3 separate regions of the Mus musculus genome follow, and regions 1 and 3 are each linked to region 2. A link is a contact called in public HiChIP or PLAC-seq and promoter capture Hi-C data. All regions are on one chromosome and are shown on one strand. Each heading gives the region's core, a stretch centred on a gene start, on an enhancer-like site or on the middle of the called end of the contact. The rest is flanking DNA. Distances are from core to core; before and after follow the strand shown. Region 1 holds the start of Mtfr1l (mitochondrial fission regulator 1-like). Region 2 holds the start of Srsf10 (serine and arginine-rich splicing factor 10). Region 3 holds the start of Pdik1l (PDLIM1 interacting kinase 1 like).

Region 1 (4,465 bases), core at 201-2,700, 1.3 Mb after region 2:
CCGTAGTTAAAACACTCCTGGGAACATCTTGACCATAAGATAAAGAGGAATGTGAGGACATAACAGGGCTATCTGAACTGAGTCAACAACTCACAGAACTCTGACACCCTGCACGTACATGTAATTTTTCTCCTGATGTTTGAATAAGCCAATAGTGTGTTGCTATGCTGAATTCCACACCCCTAAGCCCCTTACCCCATAAAAACCCCTAGCTTTCCAGCCTCGTGGCCGACATCCGTTATCTCCTGTGTGGGATGCATGTCGGTCCGGAGCTCCGTAATTAAACGACCTCATTTAATTCCATCAAGATGGTCCTTCGTGATTTTTTGGGTGCACACCGAATCGGGAATTGAGTGGGGGTTTCCCCACTAGGTTCTATCAGTGGCTTTGTCGCTGATAGACTATCTGACAGTGATACCCAACAATCAAAAAGGAGCTGAGAAATTCCAGCTATCTATCTTGGCATGTGCCCTACCGGTGTTTAGAAGTAAATGTCTACAATTGTGATACAACTTCCCTGGGATTTAGCACAGTTGCAACTGTGCAGGTTTTTGTAGCCTGGAGCAATAGGCTTTACCAATTCACCTAGGATGTAGTATATTCTGTAGGTGTGTGTACGTACTCACTCTATAATGTTTGTGTAACTCAGTCACCTAAGGACACGTTTCCCAAAGAGTACCCGTTCTTCAGCAACATATAACTGTAATTTCCAGAGGACAACAATAGAGAAATAAAGCATGTATGGGTGTAGTAAGGCAGGTCTGGGCATAATGCCCATTGTGACTGCACAAAGCTGTCCACCCACGAATCCAAAAGATTTGTCCCTGGCAGGTGGGGATTATAGGCTTTGGGAGAACTGGTGAGTCAGGCAAAGCCACGTGCAGAGAAGAAAGTGTATGCCCATTAACTGGATGCCATGGAGACCGGTAGAAAGAGCGACCTTGAGAGCTTTGGTGTCTCCGAGTGCCATCAATCCACCCATCTCATTAACAGACTGAACTATGCTGCACACGTGTGTACGTGTATGAGCGTGTGTGAGACAGAGAACTTTAAAATAGAAGACAGCTATTCCGAAGCACTGGAGGGCATGCCTGAAAGGCGAAAGCAGCCATTTTTGCTGGGGGATGTATCTGGGGGAGCATGAAATGGGACGAGGGTCCAGACTAGATAGGAAAGGCTGAAATGCCAAGATGAGAGGATTCGGAGATCTGCAGCAGGAGTATGGACTATTTCCAGTGCTGAGCAGCAACACTGGCAGACTACCGCTTCCCAGAAGTTTGTTGACACTAAACACGGGAAGCAACTCCTACGGCAGCAACTAAACTTGGGAGGAAAACTCCAGCGGGATGCGCGCACAGACTTCGTGCCCTCCCCCGGAGGGGTGAGGGCGTGGCCCGGGGAGGGGTGTGGCCTCCTGGCCGGTCTGCCGTCCACTCAGAGCCCGCGTCCATTCCGGGCCCCTCTCTAGGCCCGCCTCTCCTGGGCGTGGTGCTCGCCGCGCAGCTGCAAATGATTGCTTCCGGAGGCGGGTCAGCGGAAGTGAGGGACTTCGAGGCCGGGCCGCCCGCTGGGGTAGGAGGGGCTGAGGTGAGTGTGGCGCTGGAGTCCGGGCTAAGCCCGATGCGGGGTCCCACAGGAGACGGGCTCGGTGAGCGCCCTGGGCCGTCGCCGGCGTCTCCGTCCCGGCGCAGGGGAGCACGCGTTCCCTGTTCCCGTGCAAGTTCTCGCGGGAGTCGCCGCTGTCTGCCCCCCTCGGTGAGGGCACTGGTCCCCAGGCGTAGTTGCTGGCCGTGTCACCCAGCGGTTGGGGTCGCCCCAGCCGTTGGAGCGCGGTACGCCCCGGGCCGCGCGGCGTATCTGGGACCTACGCCGGCCTGGAGGCTACTGAGCGGCCCGGCCCGGCCCGCGGGTCCAAGGGCCGCTGGACGCGCGGTAGGAACTTGGCCGACCTTGGCCCGGGCCGGGTCGCCGTCGCGGGGGTGGGGACCCGTCGTTGAGGGCGCAGGGGGCTGCATCTTGCTGGCCACCGGCGCCTCGTGAGACCCTCGCGCGCTCTGCCCGGGTGTCCGCCGGGCACCGCTGGGCTAAAGTTTCTCCCTGGCCCAGGACCTGCCGGGTCGAGGCGCTCTCGGAGCAGAGAGGGTCTGCCGAGAGTGGCCGCACGGGAAGACGCGGGCACGGCCAGCGCAGAAGGAGCTGCGGCAGCGCCGATGTGCGGAGGGAGAGCCGGGGCTGCGGAACCGGCTAGAGCGTCTAGCGGGCACGCGGGGGGCGGGGCCTCGAAGCCAAGTTAGTGTCGCCTACAGCGGTTTCTTAAAAGCAAGCCAAGTGCTTACAGCGGCTGCCGGAGGCCGGGATATGGGCCGTTCGGTTACTTCCATTTCTGTTTTGAGCACCCTCGGAAGGCGATCCAGGCTGCCACGGAGTGAACTGCGAACCCCAGGCTGCCAGGGACAGAGTGATGGATGAGCTGGGTGCTGAGGGACTGAGATAAGCTGGATAAGTTGGGTCCCACAGAGGCAGTGGTATAGACTGGGGCACAGATAGGTGTGTTGGGAGCTGGTAGCCCGGTAGTAGCATGGCCCCAGCAGAAGACTAGGGAGTGAGTATGGTCGCAGATCGTGTACTTGCCAAACTGTATTAGAGCTTGGTCTTAAGAGAGCTGGAAGATGGGGTATATCCTGCTGGCAGGACTGTGGAGTCTAGAAGAGAGTTGAAAGATTTAAACACCAGAGTAATAGAACCGGCAGCTTGTTAAACCCGAGGTTTAGATTCGGTTGGAGTCTTTGGAGATGAAGCAGGACAGGAGAGGGCGTAATGGCAGGAGTAGCACAGTTAAGTGGCCTTTAGCAAGAAGTCTGGCACACAGGGACTTTGTAGGCTTGAACATGGCTGCACATATCAGAACCTGGACCAGACTTTAGACACTGTCCACTGAACAGCCATTTGGTGACTGGCTAGACAAGTTCTTTCCTCTCTCCATGTATACTCTCATGACAACTCTCTAAGGCAGAAGAGGAACTCCAGCTCTCCCTTAAGAGATGCCGACCATCCAGTTCATCTCCTCACTGTTGAGAGCCAGACCTAGGTTCTCCAGTGACTCTCACAAGACCTCTGGTCTGCCTTTTGCAATCCCTTGGGATGCTCTGTCCTCTTTAGAAGACTTTCACTTTCCTAGTCTCTCCAAACTCACCATGGGGCCCTGGGCTGTAGTTACCTCTTAATGAGACCCAGCCTTTCATTGAAAAATGTGTCCGGGTCCTGCAGGTCCCATTGGACTTGAGTTCCTTAAAAGCACAAATATCTGCATGCCTGGCACTAGTGGGTATTTTTGTGTTTAATAGACATAAACGCTCACTAATTGAACCTCCGTGCCAGGGCAGCTGTGAAGGGTACAGTTAGGAGTACTGCTTTGTATATTAACCTTATAAATTAATTCTCAAAATTTACGAGTAACTGTCTTATTTTAAATTTTGTTAAGCACTTTGCCCACCCAATTTCACTGACCTTTAGGGTAGTCTAGAGTGGCAACTTTACCTTTCTCCATTTTACCAATGAAGAAAGCAACATCCAAAAGCATTATAAGACACAGTCATAGATGAGGAGGACAAAACCTCTTGGGGCTGGAGGTGTGGTTCTGTGACAGAATGTTTGTAGTTGGGGGTGGGGTGATCCATTCCAACCACTTAAAGCTCTTTTCCCCATAGCCCAGTAGACTGAAATTAGCACGAGTTGGCCGTTGAATCTTTCTTACCCACTTGAATTCTCAAGAATAAATGCTTAGTTGGACGGCATTCTTGGTTTTGCTCTCTGTTGGGCTTTGTAACCACCAGAGTGCTCTCTCTACATCTTGGAGGTGTTGCCTCAGTTAACCTTAGAGCCTGGAAGTTTCCCTAGGTTGGTCGAGCTTTCTCAACAGGTCTGAAATGTAGCCTGTAATGGGTCTGGGTTTAGAAAAGCCAGGGACAAGGAAGGGCAGCCTTCGTGGCTAGCTTTCTTCCTTTAACCATTGGCGGTGCTGGTTTTAGTAATGGCTTATTTTGTGGCCACTCAGTGCTGCTGATCTCTGGGGGTTGTTTCACAGGAAAGGAAACCTCGTGCTCCTGGAAATGGCCTGATATGAAGGAGCCACCCCTCCAGCTTTCCCTGTGGGTGCCTCGTCCTTCAGGTACAGGAGCTGGCTGAAACATCAGGAATGGAAGCCAATGTGGTAAGGAGGCCCAAGCTGGGGGCTAGAGAGCCGAGTACTGTACTGGCTTAAGAATGATATGAGTCCCTGAGACACCAGTTCATGTTTGCTTTTCCCTGAAGCCCTGCCATTTGAGCAAGGCTGGGTCCTACTTTCTATTTTTTTTTTTTTTTTTTTTGTACAGAGAAACATGAGGGAGCCAGAACAGCCATACCACCTGCTAATTCTAGTTCCTTCTCTAGACCCTCCCAACCATTGGCATATGTTAGCAGCAGC
Region 2 (4,313 bases), core at 704-3,203:
ATCCAAAGATAAACAATGCATCTCGGGATGGGGATTACACCATACAAAGGCAGCTCAACTTTAAATCCACCACTGTGAAATCAGAGGTAGAGGGATCTGGGAGTTCCAGATAAATCAGGGTCAGTGAGACCCTGCCAAAAAAAAAAAAAAAAAAAAAAAAAAAGCGCACGCCTTTGATCCCAGCACTTCAGAGGCAGAGGCACGGGGATTTCTGAGTTCGAGGCCAGCCTGGTCTACAAAGTGAGTCCTTGACAGCCAGGGCTACAGAGAAACTGTCTCGAAAAACCAAAACAAACAAACCCGGGTCTTCACTGTTCATAAAGGGCATGTCTTCAACTTTTTTAAAAACTGAAAGACTGCTGCTGGTGGTGAACACCTTTATTCTCAGCACTCTGGGAGGCAAAGGCAGGAGGATTTTTGCTAACCTGTCTACAGAGCAAGTTCCAGGTCAGCCAAGGCTACAAAGAAACTGTCTTTAAAAAAAAACGAATAAATGGCAAAAACAATCATCAAATATTCTAGCATTCTGAAAAGTATTGTATATTTGTTTTAAGGCAGGTCTCATTCTAGTCAAGTTGGTTTGGAACCCAATTTCCAGCATTAAGCATTCCCATCACATCCCCGCTTACGCTAAAATTGTTCAACAGGGTCAGCCATTAAAAATCTGAAATAAAACCATCACAGTATCTACATACTTCATACTTAAGTATTAAAACGACAAAATGGAAAAATTTTTAAGTCGTTAATTAACCACTTTTGTTTTATGCGTAATGACAAAGAGGATACAAAACTCCACAAAACAAGAAAAACCCAAAACCTCAGTTTTTCTTCGGAGTTTATTTTGTACGAACACGAAGAGTAATCCTGTGATAAAAATCTCTTCTGAAAAATTCCGAAGGCAATTCAAAGCAAAGGACAAGCTGTGAAAACAAAGCCCTTTACCAGGCGAGACTCGAACTCCCAGACCCGTCTTCTGAGTGCTGGGGCTACGCCCGGAGACAAGGCGGACTTTTATTAAAAGTACCGCCTCCGTTCACCCAAGTTAATCACGAAGGTCCCTAACGGGAGCGGTCTCTCCAGCACCTCGTTTTCAAAGAGATTTCCGCGAAAACACGTGGATCACTCCATTTAACCGAAAAATTGTTACACTCGCCCCAATCTCCACGACTCCTCTCCCCCACAGCAATCTCGAATCCACTCATCACCATCCACACAGATGGGGGAGATGGAGCTGCAAACCCTCCCCTCCGCTATCCCGTTATCCCACTCGCATCTTTTCCATCTTCTGACTTCGTAGCCCGAGCTGACCTCCGACTCGCGCCGATCCTCCCGCCTCGGCTTCCCCGAGTGCTGGCCTGGGCCGCCCCGCCTGGCAACCCTTTTCCCGTTTTCAACAACAAAAATCCCTTTCAGGCCGAGGGGGGCGTGCACCTCATGGAACGTGGACGTCGGATCCATGAGGGACACACACGTCCGGCCCGCCGGCTCGGCCCAGCCGCCGAGCACGCGGGGGAGGACGGGGCCCCCGAATGCCCGCCACGCGGCCCTCACGCCTGCTCGCTCGCCAGCGCTCGGCCCGGTGTCCGCCCTTGCTCCTGCAGGCCGGCGGCGCGGCCTAGAGCCGGCGCGGGCCCCGCCATCTTCGCCCCGCCCCTCCCCCGCGCCACGGCCGCCGCTCGCCGGGCGCCCGCGGCCTCCCTCCCCCGCGCAGTAGCTGCTCCGGTGCGCTCACCTGGTGTCGTCCGCCACGTTCCTGACGAACAGAGACGTGTTAGGGGGGCGCAGGTATCGGGACATGGTGGCGGCGGGACTCTGGGCCGGCGGCGCTAACGGGCTCGGGCAAACCGTCCGCAGCTCCGGCGGCGGCTCACATCCACTCACACCACACTCGCACAGACCCAGAGGGCTCCGCTACGGCAACTGCCTCTTCTCGCGAGACTTGGCTCCCGCCTCCAGGCCCCCTCCCACCTCCCGCCCCGCAGCACCGGCGGAGGGGGACAACGGCTTTTTCCCGCGAGATCTCTGGGCGTGCGCGCGCCGCCGGCCTGACGCGCGCACCGCGGCCTCGCTGCCGTTCATTGGCTCCAGGCGCGGGCTCCTCCCCTCCCCCTCTTTCTTTCTTTAGCGCTGCGCTTTCCCGCCCTTTCCCGCCCGGCCGAGCCCGCCATCCCTCCTCCTCTCGGCGAGCGCTCGGGTTAAACTACCATGACCGGGCTCGGGAGCCTCGGAGCCAGCTAGAGGCTGCTCCGGAATCCGCTGTTCGGAGTTGCGCCTGGGCTTCTTATCAGATCTCTGGCCAGAGAGAGGAACTTAGAGATTCTTTGTGGGGTTTGGGGGAGGGGCAGAGCTTTCGGCGTGCCGTGCGTGCAACTCTCTGCCTTTGCTGCACATCCGCGTCACCTAGGCACGCAATTCCCTCCCCGTGAGACCCGGGCCCTGCTGTCCTTGTCTCTGTTGCTCACATGCAAGGTGCCTGAACCCCTTTTCCAGCCTTGAAGAGGTGGTGTTTGTCTCTTTGTTGTTTTCTGGGGATCCAATCTAGGTCCTTGGATTTGCTAGCCAAGTTTCTTCCCACAGACCTGCCTGCACCCTAAGACAGACACTGCCCACTCACCCCGGCCCATCGTCCCCCTCTTGCTCCAGTCCCCCTCCAACTTTCAGTCCTCATCATGGGACTCCCCAGCTACAAAAAAACCTTGGCTAGCTGGTTTGCTTTTCTCCCTCTCCTTTTTTCTCCTCTCTTCTCCCTCCCCTCCCTCTCTCTAGCGCCTCCTCCCCTCTATTCCCCACGTTGAGGGAGCGGGCTCAGTGCTTTGTTACTAGTTCCCTCTTTGGCCTCCTAGGGCACCCATACACAAGTGGGCAATACACTTAGATTTTTATTATTGTTTTTGTGTGTGTGGTTTTTTGTTTGTTTGTTTGTTTGCTTGCTTTTCGAGACAGGGTTTCTCTGTACAGCCCTGGCTGTCCTGGAACTCACTTTGTAGACCAGGCTGGCCTCGAACTCAGAAATCCACCTGCCTGTGCCTCCCAAGTGCTGGGATCAAAGGCGTGCGCCACCACTGCCCAGCGCCCTGTTTTTAAATATGGCTTATATGCGTTAATATCTACGGAGTTCAAACTTATGAGTGAGAAGATGCACACATCACTTCCCTCACATACATCACACAGTCTCTGGTAAACATGAGGACTGCGGAGAGAATGAGAGTATGACCAAGAAGAAAAGCAAGAAGTCCAACACCCCTTGACCACCAGGCTTTTGGGCACGTTGTGCAATTTACCAAACAGCAGCTCTGCCAAAGGAGTGGTGTGAAGGAGGCTGTACCGAAGGCCTTCAGGAAAGTACTGCCCGCTGGGAATGCGTCTTCAGTATTTTGTTTGAATCTTTGCTTTATTGCAAGATGGTATAATTGATTTAAATTATAATTTGGTCATCTGGGTGGGGGAATAAGTTGCTGCAAATCTTTTTGTTCGAAAGCGACTAGAGAGGTGGCTCAGCGGTTAAGAGCACGCGCTGCTCTTCCAGAGCACGGACCTGAGTTCAGTTCCAATGTAGGTGGCTCACAGCCGCCTGCAACTCCATCTCTAGGGGATCCAGCACCCTCTTCTGACTTCTGCGGGCACCGGCACACCCATACCCACACACACATGCTCACATTTCTCTCTTTCTGTTTAAAAGCGCAGGGAGGATTAGAAATACCCGACTGGCTGGCAGATCGATGTAACCCAATAAATGAACATTTCTTAAGAAAGGCACTGTAATTTCAGTAGCAACCCAGGAAGATTCAACCACGTAGATGAGCTCCCATCAGCCAACTGCTTCTGGCTGTCACCATTGAGATAGGTGTATTTACATAACATGTTGCACTGGAGCCTTCTCTGTGAGCAGCTTGGGTGTACAGTGTGCCTGTCAATCATCTCTCTCTCCTGCTGTGTGAAGATGATCTGTTCCGCCTACTTCTCCACCCATTACATCCTGCAGAGAAATAGGAATATTCCAGGCAATTTTTGCTTTACCCCCTTCTATGGTCTACGTACCATCCATAAGTGACCTCCAAGGCCACGACACTGTAGTTTCTCTGTCCAAAGGAGCAAAGGTAGTGGTGTGTTTGAACCAGTAACTTCTCTAATTCTCTAGCATCCGGGATCTGTTTAATGGGTGCCTGGTTTGCTTCTTCTAGTCAGGCAATGTTTTGCTCATTGAATTTATCAATAAATTCTCCAACAAAGACATCATGTTTTTAAAAAAATTACATGGATAGTTAACTGCTATTGATATAGTAGAGAGATGGTCTCTCGGCAAGCAATAACAT
Region 3 (4,340 bases), core at 559-3,058, 1.6 Mb after region 2:
AGCACATCTGTGAGGGGGTTTGTTGATTGCCCAATGTGGGCAGTGCTATTTCTAGGCAGGCCAGCCTAAACTGTTTAGAAATGTAGTTGAGCCATGACCCTGGAGCAAGCCAGTAAGGAGCCTCCCCCACCCCCCACAGTTCCTTCCCTAGTTCCCTCCCTGACTTCCCTCAGTGATGGATGAATTCCCAGTGACCCTAACCCTGAAGGTTTAAGTCAAACAAACCTTTTCCTCCCCTAAGGTATTTTTGGTCAGCAATTTTTCTTTTTAATCACAGCAACAGGAAAGCAGCTAGAACAGGTACGTCCCTTGACGATCCCGTGACATTTTATGACCACAATAAACAAAAAGACTACTCTCATGAAGAGATCTCTTCCTAGTCCATCCTGTTTAACACTGGTAGCCGGCGTCTACTGAGCTTTCCTATTTCCCCCTACTTTCCAGGGCAGGAAGCAAGTCTTGACTGACTCAGTATTCCCAGAAAACGTGAGCACCAATAGGAGGATGGCCCTCAGGACAAACTCTGAATAGATTGCTGGGCTTTTATTAGGAGGGGCTGGAGGACGTTACACTAGGGTGCGAGTGGGTGTTCTAGGAAGACAACTTTTGGTCAATGTGGCAGGTGTTGGTTTCCTCGCCTATGAAAGCAGCAGGGTCAGTAGTAAGGTCTTTACTTTTGGAATATGGTTCAGATTATATAGAAAGTTGCCCAGACCCCAAATATTAGTTTCATAAGCAGATGACAAAGGATGATCCTGGAGGCACTGAGATGCTTAGGGGGCAATGAAGGCAGGATCAACCTTACTAACAAGCAGTAGGTACAGAATAATAAAGAAAAGAATGGGCGTTTCTGGCAGATGCTTACTCAATCTGTGTAACTAACGACGGGCCGGCCAGTTGGTCCTGGTTTCCAAGTGACTGTCACCCCGATCTCAGGGCAACTCAGGGTTATGACTGACAACTGCTGGGGGCATTTGAAAGGTTTTGTGCACGTATTTGAAGAACTCCGGGGGACTGCAGTCCTAGGAGACCTGTTTTGTGTCCGTACACCCGCCTAAAATGGGTCCCAACTCCGGTTCAGGCCAGCTAGGCTGCGCGCCGCAGCCAGGTAGGCCACACCCTCTCTCTCACCCAGCAGGACGCCCCGATCCTCAAGGCCGGGAACAATGAGGTTCCGGCTTCTTTAAGGGAGATACCACCGCGCCGGTGGGGCAGGGGACAGCATCCTCCCAGATGATCGCACCCAGGCCCGCGTCGCTGCCTGGGCCATTGTGCCACCCGCAAACACAGCTCGGTGCCTCGGAACGTAGGTGCAGCCAGCCTCCCAGCACTGGCCGCGCCTCCCCACGGACCCGCCGCCCAGTCCCGCCACCAGCGAGGAAGATGCACCGGGCATCCGGCCCCAGCGAACCGCGCGCTCCAGCCCGCCGCTCGGTAGGTCTGAAGAGGGCGGGCAGCGTAGCCCGCCACGGGGCACGAGCACCGCCGGCTCGGGCCAGCGGCCGCAGCTTCTCTGGGGTCCCGGGACGCGCCCCCCGCTGCGGCTGAGGGCGACCGTCCCCTGCCGCCACCCCTGCAGGGCAGCATTGGTCCGCTCTGCAGCGCGCACACCGCTGGAAACGCTCGGCTGTGCGCCGCGCCAGGGCAGCGACGGAGCGCAATGGCCAGAGCCCGCGGAGGAGAGGCGGGCGCTCGCCCGGCAGCAGGCGGCGCTCGGCTTGCGCACGCGCGCTACGGCAAGCCGGAGGGGGCGGGGCCCGGCGTGAGGGGGTGTGTCCGCGCACCACGGGGGCGCGCGCCGGCTTCTGACTGGAGGCCGCCGCGGCCGAGGGCGCGAGCTGCGCGATAATGGCGGCCTGCAGAGCTCATGAGAGGGAGAAGCGGCGGCGGCTGCCCTGAGGTAAACCTGGCCCTTCGCCGTGCCACGGATGCCCCGCAGTCAGAACCGGTCTCCCTGCATGTGTCTCTGTCCCCAGCAGGCCTGTCACGGACCTCTCAGTGGAGTCATCCCCGGGAAGGCCCGGTGCTGCGCCGGCCACCGGCCGGGGACTGCGGCCTCCGTTCCCGCCCGGGCCACTCCCGGAGTCCGGTCCCCTAGGCTGCAGCCGCCAGGAGTTGAAGCGACTGCGAGGCCCGCTCAGGGGCCACGGGAGGGTCCCTCGGGGTTTCCAGGGACGGCCGCCCGGAGTGAGCTTGCTGCTTGGCCAGTGAGCGCGCCTCGGCGACAGAGCGAGCACCGCTGGCCTTACTTGTCCCCGTCCCCGGCACCAGCAGGTGCATGTCCAAGCCGCCGGTGCCCAGCCCCGGAGGGAGAATGGCAGGCAGGCAGGCAGGAGGGTCCGGGACGTGCCATCGTAAGGCGCTCGGGTTCTCGAAGGATGCTTCAGCAGGGCGTCTCTCCAGCCAGGACCCCAAGGATTTGATAGACACCGTCCTTTCTTATGCAAGGAAGGCGTTCTTCCTTGGGGGGGGGGACCTCTGGCAAGTGGGAGAGGACAGGGGACCGCTGCAGAGAAAAGAGTCACTTGGAAGTGCCTAGTAACCGGGAATCAGCACAGAGCAGGACAGAATGGCCCGCCCGGTGACAGGAAACCTGACATTGGGGAATCCAGGAAGAAATTGAAGGGTAGGCGACCAATACAAGGAAGTAACTCAGGGCAAACCTCAGGAACAGTCATTTTCTTTTAAATCTGGCCAATGAACTTAAAGTAGTCGTTCCGGGAGTCTCCGGTTCCCGGGGCAGTCACTTTGTTTACCTGGTTGTGCAATGTAAATACAATCTTACTCTTCCTGGCCGGCGAAGACAGTGACAGTGAGTGAGGGAGCGTACTGCAGACTCTCCACTCAAAAGAACATTTCTCTGTGGGGCCTGTGCTCCAGCTTGCCTTTAAATGATTTCTCAAGGTACAGCGCCAAAGGACTTTGTCAGAGGATTCCCTGTGATGTATAGGATGCTCCCCCTTTGGCCAGAAAAGACCTAGAATTAAATAACTATGCTAAACAACGATAAAAAGGTAGTTGACTTACTTCATTTTGAGGGAACAGCTCTGCAAAAACTTTATTTGTGCCCATTTTGTAAGAAACAAATAACTAAGCATGCTGGTGCAGGTCTATAACCCTAGTTTTTGGAAGGTGGAAGCAGGAGATTAGGGTCATTCCCTGCTATATAGTAAATTCAGGGGTAGCCTGAGCTACCTGAGACACTGTTGCAAACAAAACATAAGTAAGTGATCTTGACCACTTTTGGTCCATAAACCAAAGTCAGGGGTTTGCATTTCTAAGTGTGAGGGATTTTTATGTTTCACTGCTTTTGTTTGTGTGTTTTCTTCTCAAGACAGGGTCTCTCTGTAGCCCTGGGTATCCTAGAACTCCCTCTGTAGATCAGGCTGGCCTTGAACTCAGAGATCCGCCTTCCTCTGCCTCCTACACGCTGAGATTAAAGGTGTGAGCCACCACCTCTTGATGAAATTTCAAATTTCGGGTATATATATATTTTTAACAATGGCATTTTCAAGCAGTTAAGGATTAAATGAACTTAATATAAAAGTAGCCAGGTTTGGCTACTTAACACACTTGTAATACCACCATTCCAAAGACCAAGGTAGCCAAGGCTATTGAGGTGGCTCAGTGGGTAAAGTTATGTTCTGCCAAGCCATATAACATGAGCTCAGTTTCTGGAACCACATGGTAGAAGGAGAGAACTGACTCCCACATACTGCCCTCTGACTTACACAAAGCTACACACAGATATGTAAAATATACAATAAAATCTTAAAAGATGTGAAAGCCGTCTTGAGCCACATAATCACAAGAACCTGTCTTTTAAAAGAAACAAGACCGGAAGCAAGGCATGGTGACATGAACCTTTAATCCCACACTGGGGAAGCAGAGACAGGCTTATCTCTGAGTTGGAGGCCTGCCAGGGTTTCATAGTGAGATCTTGTTCAAAAAAGGAGTGGGTGGGTGGAGCCTGGAGAGAGTTCAATGGGTAGAACATTTGCTGAGTAAGTCTGGGGGACTGAATTTGGATCCCTAGAACCCATGTGAAGGTAGATGTGCCTTCCTGTGGGGAGATGGGTGGCAGAGACAGAGTGTCCAAAGTTCACAGGCCACTACCCTGGCATATGCTGTAGCAGTGACAGGAGAGCCAAGGTTCTCTCCTAATGGGTGTGCCATGGCATGGGCATGCCTGCACTTATACATAAGAGTCAGGGATGATGGTACTGTAACCATGGCTTCTAAAGCCAGCATAATTCATACATCAAGCTCCAAGCCAGGGAAACTTAGCAAGACCCTGTCTCAAAAACAAAAACTTTAAAAATTAAAGTTCTTGAAATAGT

The links. HiChIP or PLAC-seq counts read pairs in DNA pulled down with a chosen protein or histone mark. Capture Hi-C pulls out chosen DNA fragments and counts their contacts.
Region 1: a contact with region 2 is called in a promoter capture Hi-C map of liver, with 2.5 times the contacts expected there. The contact joins the promoter of Mtfr1l here to the promoter of Srsf10 in region 2. A contact is called at or near these places in 2 of 39 promoter capture datasets (hippocampal neurons and liver), 1 of 115 datasets of contacts at active chromatin or transcription factors (microglia) and 1 of 9 other capture datasets (liver).
Region 3: an H3K4me3 HiChIP or PLAC-seq map of embryonic stem cells shows a contact between it and region 2, with 5 read pairs. The contact joins the promoter of Pdik1l here to the promoter of Srsf10 in region 2. A contact is called at or near these places in 2 of 115 datasets of contacts at active chromatin or transcription factors (both in embryonic stem cells).

Annotation. Positions count from the first base shown.
Region 1 is chr4:134,532,372-134,536,836 of GRCm38.p6, reverse strand. Mtfr1l (mitochondrial fission regulator 1-like) reads left to right here and starts at 1,450. Exons shown (of 7, transcript NM_029759.4): 1 at 1,450-1,587; 2 at 4,085-4,210. The coding sequence starts at 4,196.
Region 2 is chr4:135,853,711-135,858,023 of GRCm38.p6, reverse strand. It overlaps Srsf10 (serine and arginine-rich splicing factor 10), which reads right to left and starts at 1,953. Exons shown (of 6, transcript NM_001080387.2): 1 at 1,733-1,953. The coding sequence starts at 1,797.
Region 3 is chr4:134,284,721-134,289,060 of GRCm38.p6, reverse strand. It overlaps Pdik1l (PDLIM1 interacting kinase 1 like), which reads left to right and starts at 1,808. Exons shown (of 3, transcript NM_001163794.1): 1 at 1,808-1,900.